Linked DNA regions of Gossypium arboreum: region 2 is linked to region 1. Evidence: chromatin contacts called from public Hi-C data. All regions are on one chromosome and are shown on one strand. Each heading gives the region's core, a stretch centred on a gene start, on an enhancer-like site or on the middle of the called end of the contact. The rest is flanking DNA. Distances are from core to core; before and after follow the strand shown.

Region 1 (6,302 bases), core at 2,186-4,685:
CAATTCTCAGCCACTCCAAACCAAAAGGAAGAAAAATGGGAAACCCAAAAACTTCCAAATCTTCAATCCTACGACTGTAAACACACTATTTACATGCAACCAAAAGTCCAAGACCTACTAATATTTAAAATGTTACGAAACACTGGCCAAAACTCTCCTTAGCTCAGATTTCTGTTCTGTGGTTAGCCTTGATGGGTACTTGACATCTAACTTGATCCTCAAATTACCCTTCCTCCCAGCTTCTTTCGAGATAGGCATTCCTTCATTTGGAACCACAATCTCGGCACCAGGATTGACGATCTCAGTTAGTGGTATCATGAGACTCCTCCCATCCAAGGTAGTCAGGTCAAGAGTCCTACCTGTGAGGGCCTCTAGCAGAGTAATCTCTTGATTGACGACCAAATCGTTACCATCCCTCTTATAAGTAGCATGTGGCTTCTCCTCTATCACAAAAATCACATCAGCAGGAATTACACCGGGCTCCTCATTACCCTTCTCAGGGAATGTGATCTTTGTGCCCCTCTTCCAACCAGGTTTTATTTCAATGGTCAATATCTCCTCCAGAGTCCTAAACTTACTGCACGAAAGTAGCCTAGCTGTCAGGTCAAAGTAACAGAGAGAAGGAATCATGAAAATAACACCACAAAGACCATTAACAAAATTGAATAGAAACCAACTAATGCAATGCCAGACTTAGCATCATCTATCAAACATGAGAATGCTACAAAAAGTTCATGATTGTTATTCTGTTCTACTTCTCTAGATGATTTTTAAAATCACATAGATAGCCACAAATAACAGACATGTTCTAATGGCATACACTAAAAGAGGAGCTACTGTTTCCCTGCAAATGTTGGTGTGGTAGGCCACAAAGGAATATCAAGGATATGAATATCACTTAGGTCCGTAGTGAAAAAGGAAAGATAGGTACTAGACATTTCTCATAGGCATAAACCATGCATCCACCTAAAGAGGAAAAGTAAAACTAAAGACAAAGCTCTTACTCATCTTAATTATAATGTTGATCTAATGCAACATTTTTGGGCTTTATATTCTCTTTTCCATTTTTTTTTTCTCAACTGTTACAGCTTAAGTTGTCATGTGCTATACGGAAGCATCGAATCTACAATAATACTGATCCTAATCAACCTCTACGATATGTGGAAGGGCGTTAGTTAAAATGACCAAATTACAACTCACTGGAATGGAGTTTAATGTCCAAGTTGGGAAAATGTTTTCTTGCTCAAAGCCCAAGATTTCAGAAGGGAATACACAAGAGACAGTAGCCTGTCGGCAACATGACCAGATATTGTCTCAATGTAAGTAGATAATCACATTTTTTGTGGAGCTTCTGAGAAGGAAAAGACCTGGAGGTGGAGGAGTTACTCATACTTGGTTCATAACTCATAAGAGCGAGGAGTATCTTAGCATCATTTGGCACTTTAGAAAATTAGATTTGCAGTAACATTTAGTCCTTACATTTGGAAAGATTACTTCAGGAGTAAACACAGTCATCTTTGACTTGGGTAATCTTGTTTTAAAACTTAACCATACATCCAAAACAAATAAAAGGATCCTACCTCAAACCAACTACAAAATCCAAGACAGAAACCATTATTTATGCCAACCCAGAAGAACAATATGACATGTTAGCAAGATCCATAAACAGAATTCCCCACTGGGGGTGATGCCTTTAAAGATGGAATGATACAGGGTGTATAAACCAATTCTTATCCCAGAATATTCTCCTGCCAAAAAATGAAACAGAATTATCCAACTCCCAGAATCTTTACTTCAGAGAACAAAATGTCCTTACTAATGCGTCTTACAGTCTAGAAGAGATAAGTACCTTACAGAAATTTTAAGTGAGATTATTGAGGAGATTTAGGTGACTCAAAATCACTAGATTCCCTCACAAAGCATCTTCAAAGCTGTGATGTTCAAATAGTTGATCACCCTTAACAGGAATTCACTTATTCTGTACGGTAGGAGGGTAGCAATGTTTGAACATATGATCTCTAACCAACCTGAAAAACCTGACTAGGGAATGCTAACAGAGTCAACAGTCTCTGCTTGCCTATTGCTAATCTCACATTCCACAAAATTATGGTTTGGTACTTCTTATGATCATCAAGAAAACAGAAGATGACCTTTCCTTCCTCGAGTCAACCATTTAAGTAAAAGTGAAAGTGCTTCAGTTGACCGGTATTCATAGCAAACAACTCGAAATACTTTCTGACCATAGGTAAAACCAAAAAGAACAAGAAATTTAATCCAAAGAAAAAACAATCATGTAGAACAATCCATCCTATTCAAATTGCGAACTACTAGTTGGAGGAAAAGTATCTTAATTATCTCACCACTAGCATTGGATGCCAAATAGAATGTAGCTCAAACTCAACAGTCAACTCTAGTAAAAATATATCATTTGCATCTTTATAAGAAGCAATTAAAAATATAGCATTGCCTGCCATCAAGCAACAAAAGGGTTCTTTGTACTCCAACAAACATTTCACTATCAAACAAACAAAGTTCTCGTCTTTTCAATGGCATAAATCCCAATAAAAAATAATAATATCAAAAGACAAATATCAATTTATCCATCATTAAAGTTAAAAGACTTATAAATTAAAAAGAAAAAAAGAAAAAAAAAAGAAGCTTAGCTTACCCTGAGACAGAAGGGTCAAAAACATTCCTCGCAATCCTCATTTTCTTCTTGGCACCTTTATAAAGCTCTTCCAAGCTACAATGCAACACATTTTCCACGGCAGCGGCTTTCCTCAATTCTCCATTACTAGTAGTGCTACTAGTCCCGTAACCATTACTATTCCTAAAATGCCCTTCTCTAAACCCTCTATTTCCTCTTCCACCATTGGCCTCCGCCCCAAACAGCTCCTCGTATATATCATCTGCATCCCTCGGCTTAAACCTGAAAGAATCCGTATTAGGTTGCTGCTGCCTCTGATTATTATTACTATTGTTATAGTAATGGCCAGCTCCGCGGGGATAAGACGCCGACGTGGAAGCGTGAGATTGGTTAGGAGGCGGGAATTGTCCGGATTTGAGAGCCTCCTCGCCGTAAAGATCGTAGATCTGTCGTTTCATCGGATCTGATAGAACATCGTAAGCTTCGGAGAGAAGCTTGAATTTGGCTTCGGCTTCGGGTCTTTTGTAGGAAGGGTTCTTGTCGGGGTGCCAAATCATGGCCAGCCTCTTGTAAGCCTTTTTGAGATCCTCTTCGTTGGCGTGGCGATTCACTTTCAGAATATTGTAATAATCGACGCCCATGATTCTGTGTTTTTTTTTTCTTTCTTCTGTTTGTTTGGCTACAAAGAAAATATTGAGGAAGAAACGGAGAATGTGAAACTGAATTATGGAAGGGAAGGCTGTGAAGGGAAAAGAAGATCTGACGGTTAAAAAATAAAAAGAAAAAATTGAATCTTTTCGTAATATATAATAATACAAGATGATATCTTCAAAAAGGTGTGGGGCCTATACGAATAACGTGCTGCTAACTACGTTTCTAAGATATGGCAAACAATTGATATATTTAGATGCAAAAGTTTAAACGGATTCGATTTTTTTTTAAATATTAATAATTTGATTGGTATTTATATTATTCCTAAGATAGGAATATGTAAATTTAAGTATATAGAAATATATTATCTTTTTATTTATGGGGTGGGAGGAGCTATAAGTAATTTAGACATTGTGTCTAAAAACACATATAATTAAAAATTGCTCAAAAATATTAAAATCTTAAATTTTATAAATTTTTAAAATATATATAACTTGACATTTTGTAAATGTTGGAGGTTAACTTTATTGAATTTTTTGGAGTTTGAATTAAAATCACAAATTTTATACAAAATAATGAGGTGTAGTGCGGTGGTTGTTTATTTCATCTTATAATTACAAGATTAGAGGTTTAAGGTTTGATCCTTACTCATGAGAATGAAGTATATTTTATGACCAACCATTTTTAAAAATTATAATTTGACATTTTGTAAACGTTGGAGGTTAACTTTATTGATTTTTTTAGAGTTTGAATCAAAATCACCAATTTTATACATAACGATGAGGTGTGGTGTGGTGGTTGTTTACTTCATCCCATAATCACAAGCTTGGAGTTTCAAGGTTTGATCCTTACTCATGGGAATGAAGTATATTTTATGACAAACCATTAACCTTTAGTAATCGAAATCAATTTTTATTATAATACTTTATTTTACTCATTGATTATCTCACGTTTAACTAATATTAAATGGAATTACGTGATCAGATCGTAATACAGAAATACAATTTATATTAATAGATAATCTAAATATATTCTTAGTCTAATCAAAATTGAACAAATCAATTGAAAGATTAATATGTTGCCTGTCAAGTCCAATTGGGAGATATCTTATCTTAGGTATCGAAGCAGATGTCTCTTGAAAAATAGAGACATATATATGACTGACTGGAATAAAGTACATTATATATCTAAATACATTCTTAGTCTAATCAAAATTGAGCAAATCGAATAAAAGACTAATATGTTGTCTATCAAGTCCAATTGGAAGATATCTTAACTTAGGTATAGAAGCAGATTTCTCTTGAAAAATAGAGACATAGATATGACTGACTATAATAAAGTACATTATACATGACTCAAGTAGAATAGATCCTAGATCCATTTACGAATTTATTCGCTTATAACGTTCATAGTGTGATATACCTTAATCCTAAGTGGGTGATAGACTATGTATGTGTGACTCGTATACTTTGATGTAAATAAAAAATTGAGTTCAAATAGATAATGAACCAAAAGTTGGTACGTTGGGTACAAGATTTCTACATGATGTAGCTTTATTCCACAACAATGGAATTCATGGCTCGATAAAGTGTAAATGATATCCTCTCATTGACATTACATGGCGAATGAAAAATAATGTGGCCACGAGTCATTTGACTTAGAGATAAATGGTTTAATTATTATTTGTTAATAATTGAGTTTTTGTTGAGGAAGATGTAATGGTTACCATGAGATAAAATAGGATCATATTGGGAGAATGAACTTATCCTAAAGATATTAAGGATATCCTATAAAGGTAACACATTTATGACAAGGTTATTGGACAAGCACTCAATGAGTGACTTTTGTAATGATATATAATAAGAGAGAGCTTAGTCATGATACTTTAGTGAAATGACTTCATAACTAAATAATGTTGTAATTAATAAGCGAAGAGCCGAAACTTAATTACAAATTATTTGAGCTCTAATTATATATGTTCAATCTGTTGAAGTATGCCTAAACATTAGTCATATGATGATTGTAATAACCCACTTTTACCTAGTTTATTAATAAAAGATATTGTCATTATTTTCAATATTTATTTTTATATTTAGATAAATTGTATAATGATAATGTCCAAAGAATGATATGCTCATTTTAAATGTCCTTAATCAAAAATTATTGTAGGCTTAGACAATATTAATATATTGAAATTAATATGTGTTTGATTGATGACAAATGTTGTTATAAATATATGATACCAAATTAACACATAAGTATATGTTAGAGAACAATATATTGGATGACTCACCATGAGAATGTTTCTTGGATTATTATGTAATAGTCACAATATTTCTCATGGTAATAATTGCATGTATGATCCTTAAACTTGAGATCATCATTGTTCCAACATTGTAAGTCGTATGCTGTGACACAGTTAAATGCCTTTCGTAAAAAATTATACTATAAAGACTGATATTGGGTGTGCCACACTCTGTGTGGTAGGATGTGAGTGATCAAGATAGAATTTGTCCTTCCTATATAATGAGAGAAATATTTTAGGCCTCTTGATTGGGTGAGACTAGAAATGCATAATCATGCTCAAATTAATTGATATGAGATATCACATTTATTTGTTTATCTTAGTCTACTTGAGAATCAATGAATAATAGATTGAACTATACAAGTGTGACTATTCCATGACTTGTGTTCAATCTAGATATAAATGATACATGGATAAACTACATAATAATATTATCACAGAAGGCTATGTCGAATCACGACTTCCTGCGACTTGGGTAGCAGTGATGCATTGCTAGATGTCGCTCAATGTTTGTAACATGAGAATTGTTTTAATGTTACTGCTAATTTTACATGATCTTATTGGGTCACACCCTTTGGTTGGGATGAACAAAATGTGATAAAAGTTCAAATTATGTTTAACATGTCATAAAAGTTAAATTGATTATAGAAATGTTCTAATAATTAATTTAATTTGATAACATTAAAATTAATCATAATA
Region 2 (6,497 bases), core at 2,421-4,920, 93 kb before region 1:
ATTTATAAAATCATTATAAAAAATTATAAAATTGTAAAAAAACTATAAGAAATTATATAAATTGCAAAAAGAATTATAATAATCAAACTCTTCAATTTTTCCACTTATCAATTAACATCTTTATTTTTTTTTTCAAAAAAAAGATTTAGTTTGAAGAGATTGACCAAGTCAACGAAAATTTTAACTAATCTAACTCTTAATTTTTCCACCCATCAATCAACAGCCTTTAATATTTTCTTACCCACCAATCATATTTTCCTTCCATTGTATGCTTATTCTTAAGCTTCTTCACCGCCACTCTTAACTTTTCCTTCCATTGTATGCTTATTCTTAAGCTTCTTCACCGCCACTCTTAACTCCAATTGACAACTCCATCATCAAGCCATTACCAACTGCCTCTCATCTCCTCCCCAGTGCCCACTAGCTCCATCCTTACTATCTCAAATCTTAACTTTGTTTTTTTAATCTTACATCACCACTCCAAGCAGAGGTTTCTTAACCGGCTCTTCCTCAGAGCAATTGAGGAAGAAGATGAACAATAGAGGAAAATGAAATAAAATTGAGATGAATCCTCCTCAGGAAGTCACTTCTCAGCTATATATATAGTCCTTCGTGCACAGTTTTCAACCGTATAGAAACCATATCTATTAGTAATCATTTTGTCTTCGACTAACAAACCAGCTGGTTTTAATCCAACTGAATCAAAATTGGATCTCAACCATCTCCAATTCAATCACTAAGTTTTCTTGATTTGTTAGTAGATGCTGCTACTTTATGGCTTCTTTTAATTTAATCCCTTAATTACTTCTTAATTTTCATACTTAAAGAAAACCGGTGTGACAGTTTTTATATTTTTTATAAAATAATAAAACCCCACAAATATTAATATTTAAACATAAGATATAATTATTTTCATACCTTTAACTTTACTATTGAAAAAAAAATTTATTTGATTTTTACATAATCTTTTTCACTTACATTATGAATATATCATAATTTAGTAAAATAATTTCAAATAACTTCTAATAAAATTAAATTCAAAATTGACATTAAGTTGAATGTTGAAACTCAAAATAACATTTAACACTTTTCTCTACTAGAATTGCAAAGTTTTAGTTATGATTACCATTCTTAAAACTATACCTAAATTTGTCATTCTCACTAAATGATTGATACTTTCTTAGAGCATACATGTATTTAAAATATGAATAATTTTTATTGAGATTTAATAATTTTTGATACATTATTAAATCTCAATAAAATTATATTTTACTGGCAGGTTTTAAAGGGTAACATTTTTTTAGGATGTAAAAGAAAAAAAAGAAAACAAGATATATGACAATATTTGAACTTGACTTGTGGAGTAAAAATTTTCTATTAACAATAATATATCAAATATTAACCCTAAATATAGTGACATAAATGATTAATTGTGCTAAAGATTATTTAAAATTAGGTCCCTAACTATGTGATTGGAGGTTTGATACTACTTATGAAAATGAAGCACATTTCGTGACTAACAGTTTACTTCTTTAAAGAACACATACGATAAATAGATTAATCATTACTGTAGATAGTGGATACCTTGATTTAGAAAAAAAAGGTTTCATAATTAATATTGAAGAAAATAAAATTGGATAAAATATAATAGATATTGATTTTATGTTAAACAAATGTACTGTTTATTTTAACAACTAATAAATATGTCACGATAGATTTAAATACAATTAGTAAGATTTGTATTTTTTTTAAAGAAGTCCAATAAAAAGGTATTGCATAGCACATCTCTTTGTTGTTATGGTAGTATCACTACTTTAATTAGCATAAACGAATACCTGATTTTATGTGTAAAATCTTAAATCTTTATGAACAGTCACAAAATCTCATATCCTTATTAAAAGACATAAATAATGTATGACACCAAAGCAATTTAAGATGCTGTTTGCATAAGAATCTCTTTAATTGGAACCAACTACTGCTTTAATTATGATTCTGATGATCTAATAAAACAAATCCCATAATAATAAAATTAATAAGGCATAATATCAAATTTAACCTTTAACTTTTACATCTTTTGTCAATTTGGTCATTATTCTAAAATATTAATTTTTTAACGATGTTGGTGTGACAATTCGCATGGTAATCTATGTTTGCTTTCATATTGACATGGTACTATTTGTCTTATATATTATGTCAATAATTAATTTAAAAAATTAAAATTCAAAAAATTCATAAAAATTCATAAAAATTCAAAAAAAGAAGAGCATGAAGTACATGTGGATTGTCATTCAAGTTGCCATGTTTAAAAATTTAATATTTTAGTTAGTATTTCAATTTTAAAAATAACAATTTAACTCTTTTTGAAAGACGAACGATTGACTTTTTTTAAAAAGCTGAGGATCAAATTTAGCTTAAAAGATAAGGGCCAAATTGACAAAAAATATAAAAGATGAGAACTAAATTTAGCATTATACAAATTAATAAATATAATATTCCAATATTTTTAAAATAATATATATTAAAATTTTAACATATACTTACTATACGTTATATTTCAAATGACAACAAAATATATCAAATATTTTTCATTCAAATATTGTCATATATTTAGATTTTAAGCAATACTCGAATATTAATTTTAAAAGTTATTTTTATCATGCCGATTGAGTCTTAACTCGATTGGTAAAAATATTATTATCAATGTAGGAAGACTTGATTTGAGTGTGTTGAAATACATTATCTTGATAGATAATTTTGATAGATATAATGAATATTTACATATTTTATCAAATTAGTCATGACTCTAAAAATTATCTAGAAAAAATATACAAAATTTTATATAAAAAATAGCTTTCTAAAAAGAAAATCTTTAACTTCAAATATATAAATAGAATGTGTAAACTTTAAAGACTATTAAAATTATGTAAAATTGATGAGAAATATTAACACTATAATCTAATTAAAATTAATATAAAAAATCCTACAAATCTCATCTAATTATCTCTTGTAATGTTAAAAGAAAAAAGAAAAAAACCTACTATGACAAAATTGTTTCATAGTTTCATTATTGGTTTCAAAAGGTGGGTCCAGATTAATTTGTCAATTTGTCATGGTCGGTCCATCAATAAAAGAAGTTAATCAATTATAGTAATATTACTAAAGTATGTAGGTAATTCATAATATGTCAAAAAAATAAAAAAAGGGTAATTTATGAATTAATATAATCATTTTGCATGTGGATGTGACCACATCCCATGTGGCAATTGTCCTATTGGTTGGAAATTGCTGTTGTGAGTTGGCAGGCGTGCACTCCACCCAAATATAACCCTTTTCTTTATAAAGACAATTCAAAATGATCGTTTGTGATATTTGTTCATATTCAATATTTATAATACAAATTTTCACCAAAAAAATATATTTATAATAAAAATACTACATTAAATTTAGTAACCAATAAAAATCATTATTTCGTTTATATTAAAAATATTGTTATTATATATATATATATATATTTAAAAGGATAAAACTGGAAAGCTATATTTAGGTGCGCTTTAATGAAACTTGTCCCTTTTCTCTTGGAAATTAGCAAAGGTACAATTCCGTACGGAGACCGTAACACCTCACCCCACTTCATTATGTTTTTTTCATAAAATAAAGGCAAAAGATGCTAAAAAGATTGAAAAGGATATTGAGCTACATAAAATTACAAAGTAATCAAATTTTGGCTTTTTTCTAATACTACATTATTAATTATTTTTTCATCTACCATAAAATAATTAAAATATTTTATAATGAGATATTACTTATATAAATTCTAATAATTTAAAATACTATAAAAATTACTGATTGAATTTTAATTCGATTGTCATAAGCATTATTGTCAATATAGGAGGACGTGGGTTCGAATGTACCGAAGCGTATTGTCCTCTTAATTATTAGTTGGAGAGGGACTATGAGTAATTCTAAGTTTTGTGTCAAAAAAAGATCTGATTAAAAATTTAATTTGGTTTTAATATAAAAGTAAAATACATATAATTATTTTGGACTTGCAAATTATTATAAAATTATAATTATAATAGTAATTACAAAAATAGCATAAAGTAATTACAAAATGATAAGAATGTACAATTATAAAGTGAAATTTTCACATTAGACAATAGAATGATAGAGAAAAGTCAATAATAGTAAGTTTAAAATAAATTTAGTATAATATTTATAGTCAACTAAATAAATATGTGATGAAATAATATCACAATTTTACCTTATCATTGATTAAAATAAATTTTCACCTATGTGGCATTGTCATTTGAGTATGACTGAAATTTTCTCTTTGAAAATTATTATTTTAATACTCCATTTTTAGACATTTTAAATGTACCAATGCTAATAATTTCTATTTTTTGGTGATATTATTAGAATGCTATTTATTTGAAAATGTTTAAATTTCAAATGTTATTTATAATAGTAGGTCTAAATTTTTGTTCAGTATATAATTGTAACACTAATTAAATAATAATTAATTTAAAATAATATACATTAATAATTAATTAATATGCTCACTCTGTAGTTCAAACCAATAAAATTATTATTGATACGATTTTATCTATTATTAATAATTAATTAATATACTTATTCTTAATACGTAGACTTCAACTTAATTATATAGTTGAATAAAATTCTATTATTAAAAAATAAAAATAGTTTTATATAATGTCAGTTTAGTAATCTAATGAATGATAAAGAGTATTTTCATTGGTCCAAAAGTTTCTCCAAACTCGTACTTTTATGTATTATTAGTTTCTAATAGCACATGCATTTCATGTGATTTTACGTATTTAATTTTAACTAGTTTTTAAGTAATGTATTTTAATTTTGTAATTAAATTTTAATTCATTTTTGGATTTTATATATAATTATAAATATATTTACTTATTTAACAATTAAAATATAATAAATAGAAATTTTCAAAACCATATTAAAAGATTGTTTTTTGGATCAATAATTCTTTAATAATATTAAAAATTCAAATAATAATTAAAATTATTGGTTCTCTGTAATCTTCCTAGCCTAGCGTAGACGCTAAGCCTAAATTTGAAAGATTAAATTGACGACTAAAACGGTCTAGTAGTGATCGGAGTTTATAGAACAATCAATTTAAAATATTTGTTTTACTTTAGAAGAAAACTTTATTATTATTATTTTTAAAAGGTACAATATATTTCTAAAACTAGTTGTTTTAATGATATTTTTGCAAAAGGTGATTTTCAATTTATTATATGTTTTCCAAATCTCATTTTCATAACTATACAACAAAATAAGTGATATTTACCGTAAGTTTAATGAAAACTAGATTTTAATGCATGAATAATTAGTAATTCATATTTCAATAGCATAAATCAAATTAAAATGTCATGCATATTGAACAATCCCAAAACCTAAGTCCCATGTTATGGTTGTAAAAATAAAATGATATAGTCTCAGAATAACTAAAATTTTAAACAATAATCTAAAATACTTTTATATAAAAACAATTTGAGCCGAGCCTTCCAATTCGCCAATTTCACTTCCTAACCTAGTGAACTATTTGTAAAGATATAAATTAAAGGGGAGTGAACTTGAAGCTCAGTATGAGTTCAGTCACAAGAACTCATCTACCATATCACTCTGGGTTGTGGATGAACTACCATTGATTTGCAGATAAGCTGCCACTTTTTGTGGATACAAAATGTAATTGTAAATAAAAGCTGCCACGGGATTTGTAAAAATTGTGGGTAGACCACTAATATTTTTAGATATAAATATTTACGGACAAGTTACCATTTCGTTCGAGATCGAACCATATATTTGCAATTATTGCCACTTGTTGTGGGTGCACGACATATTTGTAGATTATACAAACAGCCACTAGGTTTGTGGACAAGCCATCGCTGGTTTGTAGATTGCTAAACTGTCACTCTTCCTCCGTACAAATCATCCTGTACCATGCAATGCAATATGACATACTTTATAACATAATAATGCAAAAATCTGTAGGCATGTTTAACACTTACTTCGTTCAATACTAGCAATAACATGTTTATCATGTATTTAGTGGAGCGATAACAATATTAGCACTCACAATTTATCAATAATAGTTTAACAATAGGCATGATTAATATTACATGTTTACTCATATCACCGTAATAATTCAACAAATTAATATCAATAAAAACATTATAAAATAACAATTCAGGAATATAAATCGTAGATTTTCGTATAAAAACTAATTCAAGGATCAATTAAATGCATGAAAAATTCTAGGAACAATCCAAGGATCAATTAGGGACTAAACTAAACATAACATTAATTTCTGGGAAAAACTCAAAAATTTGTAAAATAGGGCCCATACGGCCGTGTAGAAGGCTATAGGCCGTATGGAAGGGTTACATGGCCGTGTGGCTGGGCCTCGTGTAACGCCTCAATTTTTTTAGTTTTGAATTGCTAAATTATCTCAAGTA

What was found. Hi-C and Micro-C count contacts between places; a contact is called where the count stands out from the background.
Region 2: a contact with region 1 is called in a Hi-C map of leaf, with 2.0 times the contacts expected there. The contact joins the enhancer-like site here to the promoter of LOC108480235 in region 1. A contact is called at or near these places in 2 of 5 Hi-C or Micro-C datasets (both in leaf).

The regions. Positions count from the first base shown.
Region 1 is chr1:16,989,914-16,996,215 of ASM2569848v2, reverse strand. It overlaps LOC108480235, which reads right to left and starts at 3,435. Exons shown (of 2, transcript XM_017783147.2): 1 at 2,669-3,435; 2 at 1-577. The coding sequence starts at 3,288. The coding sequence ends at 133.
Region 2 is chr1:17,082,639-17,089,135 of ASM2569848v2, reverse strand. No RefSeq gene overlaps it. Among protein-coding and RNA genes, the nearest start is that of LOC128281620, 23 kb to the right of the region's middle. Within about 2 kb of position 3,670, at least 1 of the 2 cell types and tissues checked has an H3K27ac peak or open chromatin away from gene starts, as enhancers often do. A contact at or near this core is called in leaf, where this site is marked.